Linked DNA regions of Sus scrofa: region 2 is linked to region 1. Evidence: chromatin contacts called from public promoter capture Hi-C data. All regions are on one chromosome and are shown on one strand. The core of a region is the stretch at or near the end of the contact, and the rest is flanking DNA. Distances in the headings are between cores, read along the strand shown. Region 1 overlaps PPL (periplakin). Region 2 holds the start of C3H16orf71.

Region 1 (3,736 bases), core at 602-3,101:
ATCTTTCTGCGCAGTGACCTGGAAAGTCAGGGTCACGGTGGCCTTGGGCTCCGGGCAGTCACTCCCACCCTGCTTTTGTGCACTTTGCTTCATCCTGCCTTCTCCTGCCAATGTTTCCTGAGGGCCTACTGTGTGCCTAGAACCACAGAAGCTTCCAGAAGAAACAGGCAGGTTTTTGGAGCCCACCATCCAAAAGGGCCGTAGGATGGTCTGGGCTGCGACAAGGACAGTGGTTCGTCCACATCTGAGTTGAGGCGAGAGCCACGCATTTGGGAAGCCAGCTGGGCATCGGGCATGGGGAGAGTGTGTTCGCAAGCGTGGGGGTCGGGGGCTGTGGTCACACTATGACCAGAACAGGGGACACCAGCACCCTGAGCCCCAGCCTCCCTGACCGCAAAATGTCTGGTGTGTGCTAGACCCTCGACGAACCCTGACTGGGCTCCTGAATGCTGCAAGGGCTGCAGCCCCCTGCCCCGCCCTGAGCAGCACCCCCAGGACCCGAAATGGAGGGGACCTACTCCTCAGCGATCATGTCCCCCTGGGGGTGCTTCATTTGCTTGGCGATGGCCGCATCTGCCTCCAGCACGTACAGAAGCTTCTCCGAGTCCGACACCTTCTGCAAGGCCACGTCCCGGTGCTCGGGCTGCCGGCCCTCCTGCAGCCCGGCCAGATCCTGTGAGAGTCACAAGAAAGGGCTGGGGGGGGGGACGGTGGGCGGGGACTCAGTGGGCACAGGACAGGAGGGGTGGGAGGAGGAGAGGGGCAGAGGACAGGCTCCTCTGGCTCTGTCCTGTGCCTCCTTGTGGCAGCTTGGGCTGGGAAGGCAGCAGTGCAGAGCCTTGGCCCCGCCCAGCCCAGCCCAGGGGAGACCCCCCAGGAAGGCAGGTCAACAAATGAGCCGCAGAAGGGTGACTGCAAGTTCATACAAGCTGGTGTTACCAAGGGAACGCAGCAGAGGTGGAATGTGGGAGACTTGCTCCAGGGGTCAGTGAGGCCCTTCTGAGGCAGTGACACAGCCTAAGACTAAAGGAAGACTGGGAAGAGTGTCCTAGGCAGAGGGAACAGCCTGTGCAAAGGCCCTGCGGCAGGAAAGGACCTCTGTGATTGAGGCTGGAAGGAGGCATAGGGAGAAAGTGGGAGAAGGCACAGTGCACCTCATCTATCCTTTTTTTTTTTTTTTTTTGCTATTTTAGGGCCCCACCTGCCTTACATGGAGGTTCCCAGACTAGGAGTCCAAGCAGAGCTGCAGCTTCCAGCCTACGCCACATTGTGGCTGTAGTTCCAATTTGACGCCTAGTCTGTGAACCTCATATAACATAGGTGCGGCCTTAAAAAGCAAAAAAAAGAAAGAAAGAAAGGAAAAGAAAAAAGAAGACGGAAGGGAAGAATGGCAAAAGGAAAAAGTGGAACGGCTTCCTCTCAGAGGAAGATAAGGTGTTTAGCCTACCCCACCCAGGCCGGTAGGGGGAGGGCTGAGGGCTGGGGGCACCCAGGGCCTGGAGGGCCTTGGAGTTGAGGCCCGAGTGTCACAAGACCAGAGGCACTGGGCCATTAGTGTGCCACGGCTGGGGCTGGCCAGTTAAAAATTGATAGCAACGACAGGAAATACAACGAAACATCATGATCCTTGGCGTGGGGGAATTTTATTCGTTCCATCATCACCCGCTGATCTGAAGCTCTGCTGGTCAGTGATAGTGCCACGGATTAATTCTGCACAAGAGGGACGTCAGTTAATCATTTCCTAATTCAGAGGCGCAGGTGCTGTGGGGGGAGGCCAGCACCCCCCGATGAGGGGGAGAGAGCACGGAGCGAGCCGCGTGGAGGGGAAGCGTTCAAGAGTCCACCGTCGGGCAAGACGGATCGATGAGGACGCAGGCTGCACAGTGGTTACCTCTGGGCAGGACGGACTGGGAAGGTCCCTGGGACATTTCTGGAAACGTGCTCCACCCTCACCCCAGGAACGGTGCCGGGGCGACCTACTGGCACAGGAACGTGGGAGGGTGAACCCTTAACATCTGGATACTCTCCAGAGACCTTACATGTGTTTCACTTTAAAGTAAACAAAAATCAGGAGTTCCCTTCATGACTCTGCGGTAACAAACCCAACTAGTACCTATGAGGGCACAGGTTCGATCCCTGGCCTTGCTCAGTGGGTTAAGGATCCTGGCATTGCCATGCACTGTGGTGAGGGTCATAGACGTGGCTCGGATCCAGCGTTGCTGTGGCCGTGCAGCTGTCCCGATTCGACCCCTACACTGGGAACTTCTGTATGCCATGGGTTCGGCTCTAAAAAGAAAGAGAAAAATAATAATAATAATAATAAAGTAAAAAATATCGTAGGGACTGAATGACCCACAGGCTGATGGACAGACCTGTGATGAAGCCAGTCCAGCAGACATCGCTGGCAGAATCTGGGCGGTGGAGACATGGATGTTCTCTAATCCCTCCAACTTTAGCAGCGTTTAAAAAATAAGCTAGGGGAGTTCCCGCCGTGGCGCAGTGGTTAACGAGTCCGACTAGGAACCATGAGGTTGCGGGTTCGATTCCTGGCCTTGCTCAGTGGGTTAAGGATCCGGCGTGGCTGTGAGCTGTGGTGCAGACGTGGCTCGGATCCTGTGTTGCTGTGGCTCTGACACAGGCCGGCGGCTACAGCTCTGATTGGACCCCTAGCCTGGGAACCTCTATATGCCTCAGGAGCAGGCGAGAAAAGGCAAAAAGACCAAAAAATAAAGAATAAAAAAAATAACATAGGGAAAAAAAGCAAAAAAAAAAAAAAAAAAAAGGCAGTTCCCATTGCGGCTCAGCAGTAACGAGGAGCCATGGGGATGCAAGTTCCATCCCTCACTCAGAGGGTTAAGGATCTGGTGTTACTGTGAGCTGCAGTATAGGTTGCAGACGCCGCTCAGTTCCCATGTTGCTATGGCTGTGGTGAAGGCTGGCAGCTGCAGCTCCAATTCGACCCCTACCCTGAGAACTTCCATATGCCATAGGTGCAGCCCTAAAAAAAAATTAAGCTAGGAGTTTCCCGGCGGCACAGCAGGTTAAGGGCCTGGTGTTTTCACTGCTGTGGCTTGGGTTGCTGCTGTGTCATGAGTTCCATCCCTGGCCTGGGAACTTCCACACACTGTGGCTGCAGCCAAAGAAACAAAAAATTAGGATAATTACAAAAAGCTGATTAGTGGTTGCCGGGGGGGGGAAGACCGCTAATAGGCGCAGAGCTGGGATGACGAAGGGGCCTTGGAACCAGATAGAGGAGGTGGCCACACAACACTGTAAAGGTACAAGGTGCCACAAAGTTGAACTTGAAAAGGTTAATTTTATCTTATGGGCATCTCAATTTTTAAACGAAAAACAGGGAGTTCCCGTCGTAGCGCAGTGGTTAACGAATCCAACTAGGAACCATGAGGTTGCGGGTTCAGTCCCTGCCCTTGCTCAGTGGGTTAACGATCCGGCGTTGCCATGAGCTGTGTCGTAGGTTGCAGACGCGGCTCGGATCCTGCGTTGCTGTGGCTCTGGCGTAGGCCAGAGACTACAGCTCCAATTAGACCCCTAGCCTGGGAACCTCCATATGCCATGGGAGCGGCCCAAGAAATAGCAAAAAGACAAAACAAACAAACAAAAAACAAAAACAGGAAAATTCAAGAGAATTTTTGGGGAATATGATTAATAATGCTGTTTTCTTCGGAAAAAAGGAAGGAAGGAAGAGAAAAAGACAAAGATTAGCCCATGCGGTCTT
Region 2 (3,736 bases), core at 394-2,893, 180 kb before region 1:
CCCGAAAGTACAGGTGCACAGGCGCCATGAGCACCTCTGTCACTACTAAAGAATGCTTCCAAGCACGAGGGGACAGCCAAGATGGCCAAATAACAAACAAGCCACCAGCTAGGGGAACAGTCCGGCAGCCCTTGGCCAGAGTATGTGTAATCAAGTTCAGAGCAAAGCCTGCTTCCTGGATCCTCCACACCACACCGGTGGGCGAGAGAGCAACCAGCTCTCTCGCTCTGCAGGTGGGAACCCCCAACCTGAACAGTCCTGGCCACAGAGCCTGGATAAGGATCCAAAGCTGAGCATCAGTTCAGTTCTCCTTTCACTGGATCCCTCAAACCTTCTTTGGGTGTGTCTCTTCTACTCTGCATACGCCTTCCAGGGTGAGACCCAGGTTTTATTGGAGACTCACCTGTCTGACACCTTTCCCATCGCTAAGAGGCAATGAGAACCAGACCCCCACTCAAGGAGCCCGAGGAGGGAGAACTGGGAGGCTAAGAGAGCATAAAGCTACTACTACTTCCTTTCTCACCCTGCCACACGCCAGCTGCTCTACAATGATGGGGTATTGGTTATGAACAAAATTATATTCAAGCATGTACCACGGTATACTTGAAGAAAATCTACACATCGCTTCCAAAACTAATTTGAAGGAAGTAGCACTGTAAATACTACATTTTAATTCTCGTTCTACCTTTGTGTCCTATCCATCCTGCAAAATGCTAAATTATGTTTGTTTGTTTGTTTTTAATTTTACGGCCGCACCTGCGGCATATGGACGTTCCCGGCCCAGTGACTGAATCCCAGACGCAGCTGTGGCAACGCGGGATCCTTCAACGCACTGCGCCACAGCGGGAACTCCAATATCCGTTACTTCTGAAATAAGCAAAAAAAATCAACAACAAAATGACGCTGGTGATAACTGTCACGCTCGCAGGGAGGAGTTCTGGAAAAGCCCGAGGGCACCCGGTCCCGCCCCGGGGCATAGGTCCTCCGCGGGGCCGGGTATCCAATCTCGTTCTCAGACCCTGGGGAAGGAACCTAGGGAATAACCGGAGCATCTACAGCACTGACATCCCTTGGCGCCTCCTCCCAGAAACCCTACTCGGCACTTGGCTTTATCCTCCCCGTTCTCCAGCTGCAAAGCGGAAGCTCAGAGTCTGAAACTCCTGCAGCGAGCCAGCCACACCGCTGGGACGCCCCGCGGGTGGGCAGCAGGTGCGGGCACCAGGCAGGGCAGGGCCGCCGCGGAACCTACCTGCTCTGGGCCTCGGGCCCTGGGCCGTCCTGGGGCTGCCGCCAACCCGCGTCCGCTCGCCGCGGCGCTTCCCCAGCTGCGCCCGCCGGAGGAACCCTCCACGCGGGCCGCCGCCACAGCCTCCAAATCCCGCCGCCCTGCTCCCGCCCCGGAAGTGGTTGCGGGAGGCGCGGAGCACGCCGGGACGCTCGCGGGTCTGCGGGGGAGTTCCAGGGGCTGTGGAGTTCGTCATTCCCGCTCCCGGACCTTCCGGTCAGCTCGCCCAGCTCATTGTGTGACGCCAGGGGCAGCCAATGATCAGGGGGGAGTAGCCTTGCCCCGCCCCCCCACTGGCCAGGAGAACCAATCTTGTTTCAGGATAGGCAGGACGCGCCAAGTCCCGGAGGAGGAGCGGGGGAGGTTGGGAAACGGTTGGCAGTCCAGTAACGTAAGACTGCTGAGCGGAGATACGAAGGCGGCGAAAGCCCCTGTAATTGCCCTGCGATCCGAGGGGGAGAATAAGACAGGAGGGCTGCGATCGAGGCTGTTTATAGCCCTGTTGCGACTGCGCTGGGAGGGGAGGCTGAGGCTTAGGTCGGTGGTGAGTGGCCTCGGGCCTACCGCAGCTGCAGAGATAAATGTTGAGAGTTGGACGGAGCGGGCGAGAAAGAGGGGCTGGGAGTCGGTGGGAGGACGCGAGAAAGGTTTTCAGGTTTCCGAGCTTTAAAATTTAAAAACTCGGAGTTCCCGTCGTGGCGCAGTGGTTAACGAATCCGACTAGGAACCATGAGGTTGCGGGTTCGATCCCTGCCCTTGCTCAGTGGGTTAACGATCTGGCGTTGCCGTGAGCTGTGGTGTAGGTCGCAGACACGGCTCGGATCCTGCGTTGCTGTGGCTCTGGCGTAGGCTGGCAGCTATAGCTCCGATTCGACCCCTAGCCTGGGAACCTCCATATGCCGCGAGAGTGGCCCACGAAATAGCACAAAGACCAAAAAAATTAAAAAAATAAAAAAAAATAAAATTTAAAAACCCGACCTAGGAGGACGTTGGCGTCTAGTTGTCATAACAACTAGCCCCAGGCAGTGGGAAGGGGTGGGGTTTGGGGCGGGGCTAACGGGCCGCCGCCAAGAAACGGACGCAGAGGCAGTCAGGATTCCCCCGGACTGGATCTGCTATTTCGCGTAGTGTTTTGACGTAATCCTTACCAGCTGGGTGAGCGGAGCTCCTCCCCCTGGCGTTCAGGACCCTTCCGATCTGGTCCGTTTGCACGTCATTTTCCAGTAACTGAAACCTTCCTCCCCCAACTTGTTGGCAATTTTCACTCCTCTGAGCTCTTACCTGCTCTTCCCGCAGGCTGCAATGCCTTTTCCTCCCCTAGTGCTTTATCCTCCTGGGGAACAGCAGTAGTAGTCACCTCTGGTAGTCCCTCTCACCCAGGTGATTTTGTTGCCCTCTGATCTGCTCCCCCAGCCAGAGAACACCCCGTGATCTATCTACCAGATGCATCCTCACTCTGCTCTTCCCAGGTCAGAGTGCACCAAGCTCCTGCCCCCGCTCCTGTGAACGCAGAAAGAGCAAGACACCCCCACTCACCTCTCCTGCTTCTTCCCTGTTGGGGGCCATTGCTGGGGCAGGAGTGTTCTTTTCCCACTGCATAGTTACAGAGGCCTCTCAGGCTGCAAGTACTCTCCAGACGCTGGCTCTGAAGAACCATCAAGCCACATCTCAAAGCCCCCTTGATCCTGAGAGACTGGGCCTTCTCCTGTTAGACTCTGGGATTAAAGAAAAAGGGGGGGTTGTATAAGGAGTTAAACTGAGTGTCAACTCCCCCCCCCCAAAAAGTGTCTTGGGGACTCCAAAGTGTCTCTAGTCTGTTCCTTTGTAAGGCAGCAGTAAAGGGCGGTTGAGCTTGAAATACCCTCTGACTTGGATACAAATTCTGTTTTTAGGGCCACAGCTGCAGCATATGGAGGTTCCCAGGCTAGGTAGGGGTTGAATCAGAGATACAGCTTCTGGTTTACACCACAGCCACAACAGTGTGGGATCTGAGCTGCATCTGCGACCTATAGCTCACGGCAACACCAGATCTTTAACCGAGTGAGGTTCATGGATACTACTCAGGTTCTTAACACGCTTAGCCACAATAGGAACTCCACAAATTCTGTTTTTGCTTTTACTAATAATATAACCTCTCTGAGCCTATAAAATGTAGACAATAATAGTGTCTTTGTTATATGGGATATATATAGTTTACACATATCTATACATCATCACATGTATCATTCTGTATATCATGTCCATATATCTACATATCAAGTACATATTACATATCATTACACATCAATGCATATATCTATATATTATCACACATCATCATATACATCTGCAGGTGCCATACTACACTACACACACACATGCACTCACAAAGCATGGCAGGCACAGTGCCTGGCACTCAGCAACAGAAACCTGCAGACCAGAAAGGAGATGGGGTGGGAGGTCTGCCAACCT

Evidence for each region. Promoter capture Hi-C pulls out the DNA fragments that hold promoters and counts their contacts.
Region 2: a promoter capture Hi-C map of fetal liver shows a contact between it and region 1, with 4 times the contacts expected there. A contact is called at or near these places in 2 of 5 promoter capture datasets (fetal liver and liver), 9 of 47 Hi-C or Micro-C datasets (brain, embryonic fibroblasts, epiblast stem cells and 6 more) and 2 of 2 datasets of targeted methods (alveolar macrophages and skeletal muscle).

The regions. Positions count from the first base shown.
Region 1 is chr3:37,487,871-37,491,606 of Sscrofa11.1, reverse strand. It overlaps PPL (periplakin), which reads right to left. Exons shown (of 22, transcript XM_013995670.1): 3 at 519-673. Among named protein-coding and RNA genes, the nearest start is that of PPL, 29 kb to the right of the region's middle.
Region 2 is chr3:37,663,404-37,667,139 of Sscrofa11.1, reverse strand. It overlaps C3H16orf71, which reads left to right and starts at 1,643. Exons shown (of 10, transcript XM_013995684.2): 1 at 1,643-1,718. It overlaps ANKS3 (ankyrin repeat and SAM domain-containing protein 3), which reads right to left and starts at 2,958. Exons shown (of 17, transcript XM_021086672.1): 1 at 2,822-2,958. The coding sequence starts at 2,884.